3 separate regions of the Mus musculus genome follow, and regions 2 and 3 are each linked to region 1. Evidence: chromatin contacts called from public promoter capture Hi-C data. All regions are on one chromosome and are shown on one strand. Each heading gives the region's core, a stretch centred on a gene start, on an enhancer-like site or on the middle of the called end of the contact. The rest is flanking DNA. Distances are from core to core; before and after follow the strand shown.

The links. Promoter capture Hi-C pulls out the DNA fragments that hold promoters and counts their contacts.
Region 2: a contact with region 1 is called in a promoter capture Hi-C map of liver, with 4 times the contacts expected there. The contact joins the promoter of Cdkn1c here to the promoter of B130016D09Rik in region 1. A contact is called at or near these places in 4 of 39 promoter capture datasets (hippocampal neurons, liver and pre-B cells).
Region 3: a contact with region 1 is called in a promoter capture Hi-C map of liver, with 4 times the contacts expected there. The contact joins the promoter of Mrgprg here to the promoter of B130016D09Rik in region 1. A contact is called at or near these places in 3 of 39 promoter capture datasets (hippocampal neurons, liver and pre-B cells).

What each region holds. Positions count from the first base shown.
Region 1 is chr7:142,282,200-142,284,899 of GRCm38.p6, reverse strand. It overlaps B130016D09Rik (a long non-coding RNA gene), which reads right to left and starts at 1,437. Exons shown (of 1, transcript XR_003946899.1): 1 at 1-1,437. Gm45889 (a long non-coding RNA gene) reads right to left here and starts at 1,686. Exons shown (of 2, transcript XR_870059.2): 1 at 1,434-1,686.
Region 2 is chr7:143,459,721-143,462,420 of GRCm38.p6, reverse strand. It overlaps Cdkn1c (cyclin-dependent kinase inhibitor 1C (P57)), which reads left to right and starts at 1,371. Exons shown (of 4, transcript NM_001161624.1): 1 at 1,371-1,568; 2 at 1,705-2,626. The coding sequence starts at 1,714.
Region 3 is chr7:143,765,495-143,768,467 of GRCm38.p6, reverse strand. Mrgprg (MAS-related GPR, member G) reads left to right here and starts at 1,475. Exons shown (of 2, transcript NM_203492.2): 1 at 1,475-1,597.

The sequences.
Region 1 (2,700 bases), core at 188-2,687:
CGTATTTACCTTGACCAGAAAGCTTTTCAAAGGTCCAGCCAGCAGATGGCGCCCGAGGATTTTTCTGATTAGCCACTGCAATTGTCTGGCACCGATCGAGGAAATCGGCTTTCCATGAGAGAAATTGCCCGCGTGTTAACACAGTTTGGATTACTTTGATCCACTCACTAGGGAGCATATGTTCGCCTCCCGGAAGAGCTTCTAGGAGCGAAAGCGTGTAGGGGGCAGATGGGCCATAAGTTCTAACCGCAGAGTTAAGCTCTTTTAAGAGCTTAAAACGTAGTCTGCGGAATTCTGTTTGTTGGACAGGAGCAGAAATTTGTTCCTCTGGCTCACGTTCTACTTCGTTTTCACACTCATAATCTTCTCCGCCCTCGCTGTTAGTGTCCGAGGAGAGGTCGGCCTGGGGCCTTTCTAAAGGCCCAATTTCTGCAGAAGCAGATTCGGCACGGGTGGCTGGGGGCTGTGTCTCCGCCGTAGAAGTGGGCGGGTCGTAGCTAGCAGCTCTCGTGGAGCGAGTAATTACGGGGGAAGCCAATGTTTTAGTTTTTACCGCTCGCGGAGCTTTCTTTTTTACGCCGCCCGAGGCTGAGGCTGGGGGAGGGGCAAGGATAGTCTCTTTTAAAGAATTTTGGAGTGAAGCGAGCTCTGTGGAAAGGCGGGCGTACTGTTGCTGGAGCTCTAAAACTTCTTGTAATCCTGCTACCTGAGACGCGAGCTTGTCTTTAGCATCAATGAGAGTAGGGACCGGCAGCGCCTGGGGCCACGGCTCGGGAGCGCAGATTGGTGGCAGGTAGGACGAGGCATTGCAGGGAGGAGCTGAAGCGCCCGGCAATCGCTCGGGCTTACGGGGACGGACTATCTCTTCCTCTAAAGTGTCTGTGTCCCCAGAAATTAAAGGGCTTTCAGCCAAAGATTTTTTAAATTCTAGATTGATCAGTGGCGGGTCAGCAGGCAATGCGCTTACCGGGATATGGGGGTAGAGAGCAGTCTGCAGGACTTCGGGCCTGTCTGCAGCTATTGGAGGCTTTTTAGTAGGGAGGGAGCTCTCTGAAGCTTCCAGAGACAGGGGACAGAGGCAATATTCTGCCACTGACAAAGGCTGCTGTTTCTCTGGATCATCAACTGCACTTTGTATTAAATCACGGATTAGACTCCAATAAGTAAATATATTTGCAGGAATAGCATCGGGGTCCTGCTTTGCCAAAATTTCACTTAATTCTCTTCCTACTCTTATCCATTTCTTACAATGTATCTCTGCGCCATCTATAATAAACCATGGACCTGCCTGGTCTATGAAAATAAAAAAGTTTATCAAATCTTTCTTTTTAACTCTAACTCCTCTTTCCCTGAGAGCCACCTTTAAGCCTTTTATAAAGGCTGCCTCTTTAGAAAGCTTAGTTCCCATTTCTCAGTGGAGATGAATCACTTACCAAGGATTTCTCTCTCCGGTGAGCTGCTGAAGCAGTCCTTCACTTCTTTTTTCTTGGGGTCCCTACGAACTTCTCTGGGGGAGTCAAACTCCGTAATCTCCACCTAAGGCAAAACGCTCCGAACCTCAGTTAGGCGCCACTTGTCCCACCCAGCAGGACCCAGTTCTTCCTGGGTGCAAGGGGGACCACAAACCTGAAGAGAAATGCGAGGAAAGGAAGGAGACGCAGAGACAAAGAAGGGTTCCTATCAAGGTCTCAGTTTATTAGGCTGAAATGCCAGGTTTTAAGGGGAATAGGGAGGGGTTGAGGGGGATCAACTAAGAACAAAGAAGTGGGCATCTGGGGACATGAAGGCCTAATTCAAACTGCAGGCGGCCAGGCACTCTTATCTCTGGAATGTAGAATCCTCCTTAACAGCCTTGGGTGTCAGGCTGGGCTCAGCTTGTAACTCATGTCCTTTGAAGTCTTGGGAGTCAGGAAGAGATAAGGAAGAGGGGACTATAATTCAGCTTTTTACAGCCTCAGGTGCCAGGAAGGAAACAGGGAGGAGGGGGTGAAGACCAGCTCCTTAGCACAAGGCCATTTGGCTTGTTAGGGTGGAAAACTTTGAAAGGCCTACTTTCTTATGGTATGGTCTCCAACATTTAGGGTGCCCATCTATGTCCTCATACAAATAAACAAAACAAAATAAAACAGGACCCCTGCTAGTCATCCTACACCCAAGTCTCTCACTAACATGCAACCAAATTAGGTGTTTATAGTACACACTAAAAATCAAGCTTGCCCTGCAAGATTGAGTACATAATAAGGTCAAAAATAAGCAGGATAGGAAATAAAGAGATGAACCCACATACGAATGTGTTCACCAAAAGACAAAGCAGAGCAGCAGAAAGATGAGACCAGCTGCTGGGTAAGACTGTGCCCTCCTGATTACTCAGCTAAAAAGGAAGGGGAGGGAGTGATGTCCCCTGCAGGAGGATTGTTAAGATGTGCTCTGCATTCATTCAGGGTGCCACAGGGTGCTGAGGACCAGATTTGCAAAGTTGTAAATTACTCCATGTCACCTTTGCTGCTCTGAGCCCCAAGGACTCTCTTATGAAGGAAGGGTCCTTCTTCCTCATATGAACTTCCCAGCTAAGCTCACCAATGGCCAAGAAAGGCTGATGCTCTCAAAAAACTCAATTTATTTCTCTGCTGTACCCTGTAGAGTCAAAATAGCTAATACTGGTTGACTGGGAAGATGAGAAACTTTGTCAGGCAAAGTAAT
Region 2 (2,700 bases), core at 122-2,621, 1.2 Mb before region 1:
AAGCCCTCATTAGTTTTATTTTACTCAAGAAAATTACTGTGACATACCAATGCCCTGAGAGATTTGTAATATGGTGTACCGAGAAAAAGAAATCCTTACAGGTCACAGGCTCTGGTCTCTCCACCAGAGCAGCTTCCAAACCCCGTCTCTCACCTGTTCCAGGACAGTCTGGCCCCTGGCTTCAGGGTTTGACTTGACTCCCGGGTTGGCCCAACTTACCTAACCCTGTAAATAGGGTTCTGTCTCAAAAGTCTCACAGGCATCTCTGCTGGGAGCTGAGAGCTTGGGGCTCTGCAGGGCCTTTCAAGTATGTCCGGAAGTCCTGGTTCCCCAGGGCGGGGGGAGGGGGCCAGCTCCTGGCACATGCCTGAGTCACCTTCTCGACTCCCTGCCCTAAATAATGAACTCCTTTTGGCGGCGGTAGCGGAGGCAGCAGGGGCGGGGGGCGGGGGGGGGGCTCTGTCAGGCCATGTCGGGTGTGTTTGTGTGAGTATTCAGGGCCCCACCAAGAGGCACTGCTGTGGAGGAGGGGTCATTCTCTCTTTTCTAGCATAACTACTTCCAGCCAACTAAGGTAGGCAGAACTGGGGGTCGAATATGGCCTGACCCAAACCTAAGGTCCTAGGCATCTATCAGTGATGTAGGTACAGGCTAGGATGGGCCCAACTTGTGTCTCATCTCCCGGGTAGGTGGGCCTATTATAGACCAGGCTACAGATCTTTTAGATCTCTACAGTATTGTTCCTCAGGAAAAGAATGGATGTGACCCCTGTCTCTAACTCCGTGATAGAGGGTCTTAGGGCCAGCAGGTGTGCAGATGCCTCGAAGGCAGATACTTAGGCCTGGGTGTAGAGGGTGGATCCAGCCACGGTACTGCCAGGACCAGGACCCAGCTGGTAGTAGTAGGTTAAAGCCCTAATCAGTTGGTGCAGTCCTAGGGCTAGCGCGGGCTGCGGGGACCGAGGGACCTTCACCGACGTCGGCATCGCCGAGGGGCTGTGCCCAGCTCCATGGTCCGAGGGGGCGCGCGCGTCGCGGCTGCGCGAGCCCCCGCCTGCAGACAAAGGAGCCCGCGGGGGGCGGGGGGGGGGATGGGGCGAGGGGGAGGGGCGTCGCGGTGTCACGTTACCGCCCGCAGAGCTCTTTAACTCGAGCCCCGCCCCTTGTCCCGCGCAGCCCGCTCGCCGTGCGGCCGCCAATCAGCGCCCGCCCGTCACCCGCCCCGCCCGGCCCCGGGGGTGTGTGCGCGCAGCCAATGAGCGTGGCGCGGGGGCAGGGCCTCTGTGGGCGGGGCGGGCTGCACCCTCCAATCGCCGCGGTGTTGTTGAAACTGAAAATACTACATTATGCTAATCGTGAGGAGGCCCGCGCGCGCGGGGGTGGGGCCAGCGCGTATAAAGGGGCGCAGCGGGCTGGGCGTTCCACAGGCCGAGTGCGCTGTGCTCGAGGGGTGCCGGCTAGGCCCGACTGAGAGCAAGCGAACAGGCAGGCAAGCTCCGAGGGGGCGCGGCCCAAGCTGGACAGGACAAGCGATCCAGACGCAGGAGCCGTCCATCACCAATCAGCCAGGTAGCCGCTGCGTCCTTAGGCAGAGGCGGACGCGGGCTGTGCAAGGGGTCTCACCCACGCCCAGCCTCCGCCCTCCTCCTCTCCCCTCTTCCTTCTCCTCCCGTTCCCTTCTTTCTCGCTGCCCGCGTTTGCACAGCCTTCGACCATGGGCATGTCCGACGTGTACCTCCGCAGCAGAACAGCGATGGAACGCTTGGCCTCCAGCGATACCTTCCCAGTGATAGCGCGTAGCAGCGCCTGCCGCAGCCTCTTCGGGCCTGTAGACCACGAGGAGCTGGGCCGCGAGCTGCGGATGCGCCTGGCCGAGCTGAACGCCGAGGACCAGAACCGCTGGGACTTCAACTTCCAGCAGGATGTGCCTCTTCGAGGCCCTGGTCGTCTGCAGTGGATGGAGGTGGACAGCGAGTCTGTGCCCGCCTTCTACCGCGAGACGGTGCAGGTGGGGCGCTGTCGCCTGCAGCTGGGGCCCCGGCCACCCCCGGTGGCCGTGGCTGTCATCCCGCGTTCTGGGCCGCCGGCTGGCGAGGCCCCCGACGGCCTAGAGGAGGCGCCTGAGCAGCCGCCCAGCGCCCCAGCCTCGGCCGTGGTCGCGGAGCCCACCCCACCCGCGACCCCGGCCCCGGCTTCAGATCTGACCTCAGACCCAATTCCGGAGGTGACCCTGGTCGCGACCTCCGACCCGACTCCGGACCCGATCCCGGACGCGAACCCGGACGTGGCGACTCGGGACGGCGAGGAACAGGTCCCTGAGCAGGTCTCTGAGCAGGGCGAGGAGTCGGGTGCTGAGCCGGGTGATGAGCTGGGAACTGAGCCGGTCTCTGAGCAGGGCGAGGAGCAGGGCGCAGAGCCGGTCGAGGAGAAGGACGAGGAGCCGGAGGAGGAGCAGGGCGCGGAGCCGGTCGAGGAGCAGGGTGCGGAGCCGGTCGAGGAGCAGAATGGGGAGCCGGTCGAGGAGCAGGACGAGAATCAAGAGCAGCGCGGCCAGGAGCTGAAGGACCAGCCTCTCTCGGGGATTCCAGGACGTCCTGCACCCGGGACTGCTGCGGCCAATGCGAACGGTGCGATCAAGAAGCTGTCGGGGCCTCTCATCTCCGGTGAGCCCCGCACGGCCCCGCCCCGGCCCGGCCTCGCT
Region 3 (2,973 bases), core at 226-2,725, 1.5 Mb before region 1:
ATTCTGTGTCACATTCGAAAACCAATATCAAAGTCCTGTCCAATCCTACACTGTCACAGGAGAGGTGCCAAGTGCTTGGTTGTCTCCCTGCTGCCTGCTTCGGTGGTGCACAGACTCTCCAGCTGCTGTGGACTCCTCTAGATCACCTCACAGTACCGGCACACTATGACAATTATATTAATCCTTGAGGGCAAAGCCCTGAAGAAGAACAACAACAAAGGCCTACCAGAACAATGAAAAGTTGGGGAGATTTGGGGCTGCACAGTGCTTGTGTGTGTTGTAAGGGTGCATCCCACAGAGGACAGAGTATGGATCTGGCTTGACATGATGGCAGCCATCTTGAGCCACAGCTGTCTGAGTCACCATAAGATGGGTTTTCCTGCATATTTACTTAGCTAACCATAACACAGAGCCTTGAAAGCACATGCGTACTGGATGACTTGGAGGGTGCGCCTGGCTTTTGATGGAATCTGAAGATAAACCAGAGACCTTCAGGCATGAGAGCATGCTTTGGTCTTTATCCACCCAACGTCTGGGTGCCCAGCTCCCCAGGACCTTCCTCTGCCAGTGAGTCTCCAGAATATCTCACTGTGCAGTCCTAGCTCTATTGGACTCTCCCTATTCCCTTCCAACTGCTGTGTGAGTTTATGTGCACATGTGTGTAGGTGCATGCACATCTGTGCAGGTGTATGTGCTGCCTAAAGATCAGCACTGAGTGTGTGTCTTCTTAATTACCCTACACATTAAAAAACATTTTAAAGTCCATGCTGTTGTTGTTTTGAGACAACATCTCACAATACCATCCTGGTTGACCTGGAAACTCTGTGCAGACTTGCAGAAATCTGTCTGCCTCTGCCTCCCAAGTGCTGGGATTAAAGGTGTGGGCCACAACCTCTGGCTTAAATATGTTTTTAAGTTTATCTGTGTGTGTGCACAAATGTGCCACCACATGTGTCCAGATCAGAGGGAAACTTTTAGGAATCAATTTTCTTCTTTTATGGGGATCCCTGGAATTGAACTTAGGTTGTCAGGCTTGGGTGTGGCAAGAACCTTTACCCACTGAGCCCTCTCACTGGCCCAATACCTTATTTTTTAAAGATAAGACTTTGCAGCAAATGTAGTGATTGGCATAGCCAGCTGAATATCAAGTCCCATGAGTCCTCTGGTCTCCATCTCTCAGTACTGGGGTCACAAGCATGCACCATGATGCCCAACTTTTATTAAAGGTGCAGGGGATCCAAACTCAAATTCTCATACCTGCATAGCGAGAACTTTACTGACTGATCCATCTTTACAGATGTCATCTCTTCCTTTGGTCCCGAGCACCTAAGGCCAGGGACCATTCCAGAATGGGCGGCGTGCAAGGCTCTCTGTTTTCATCTCCCAGATGAAAAGGAGGAGCCTCCCACACTGACAGCTCTGTTTGAGCTCATTCCTTTGATTTCCGTGAAAAGGTGACACACCCACCCCACTTCTAGGGAACTGGCAGGAGCCAGCCTCAGAGGACAGAAGGGGATTTAGGGGCCAGGAGGAGATCAAGACAACAAGTGTGGGCTGAGCGAGCTGGAGACAGCCACTGTCAGCAGGCGGTCATCAGGTGAGAAGGTTAATATGCCCCTCTACCTGCTTCCCTAAGCAAGAAGCACCCCTTCTCTTACCCTCTACATCACTTGCCTGCCTGGCTCTCAGGGGGGTGCTGGTGGCTCTGAGGATGTCCTCTAAAAGGGACCTTATGGGGAAGGCAGTTAAGGGAGCCTTGGAAGCTGAGGCTCAGGCTTGAAACTCATTGCTCCAGGTCCATTGGAGAACAAGGATGAGGAAGATGCCCCACCCCACCTACCGCATCCCCTTTCAGATCTAGCCTTGGCTCCACCAGCCAGAATCCACACAGGAGTAGATGTCTGGATTTACACCCTTGGGGGCTCACAGAGGGGAAGAGTCTTGCCTCTGTCACCACTCTGATGCGTGAAGGTTCAGTCCTTAATTTCAAGGTCCTGAGGACCTGTACTCTGACCTTGACAGCTGAACTGGTAGGTTGAATCACCATCTCCCACAGGTGCTAGGAAGGATGCTTGGTGATGAGATGGTGGGTGATACTCATCAGGACACTGCAGAAGGTTTGGCCCTGTGAGAGGAAGCAGGGTCTGATGGAGGCTGGGTCTCAGTGAGTACAGAGATAGCTAGGGTTCTGGGTAGGGGACACAGCCCAGACCAGGAATGAGGGTCATACGTAAAGTACACAATATACATCTCTTTCCATCTTTGACTATGTTTTCCCATGTCTGTCCCTTCCTCTTTATCTCTACCTCTATTCTCTATTTCTCTCTGTGTCTGTCTGTCCATCTCTCTTCTCCACTCCATTACCCCCCAGCCCTGGTCTATCTTTTCCTATTGCTGTTCCTCCCTGGCAGTCCCTGTCCCCAGAGCCTGGGTCCTCATACCCTGGATCTTGGACAAGGTCCATCATGGGCTCTGTGGAAAAAGGTACTGCTCTGAAACACTCGCCTCCATGAGGGTACCAGAAACTCTCCTGCTTGCTCCCTAAGAAGATTTGGGGCCCTGAGACCCATCATCAAAGTCCCAGACTCTGACATGAAGCTTCAGAGTTAGCCACAGTTCCTCAGGACCCTGGGCTTTAATGTCGCGCTCTAAAAGGACAGTGTGGGGAAAGTCCCCTGAAGCCTCACCTAGCACAGAATGGAGTGTCCTGGGTCAGAGCAGGCACTATCAGAGACCCTGGGGTGGGTGTGATCAGAGCCTTAGAGAAAGCATTCTCACATTGGTACTACAGTTAAAAAGAAAGGGGAGTCTCTCCACCTGTGGCCCCTTTGTCTGAATGTGGTGGGCCTCTGCATGGGGACACCTCATTCAGGATGGGTTGTCTAACCAGGATGAGGGCAGAGAGAGCTGCTTCCAAGCAAAGCAGCTGTGAGGGGGTAACCTGGTATCACATGCAGCCAGGAAGGGGCTTGA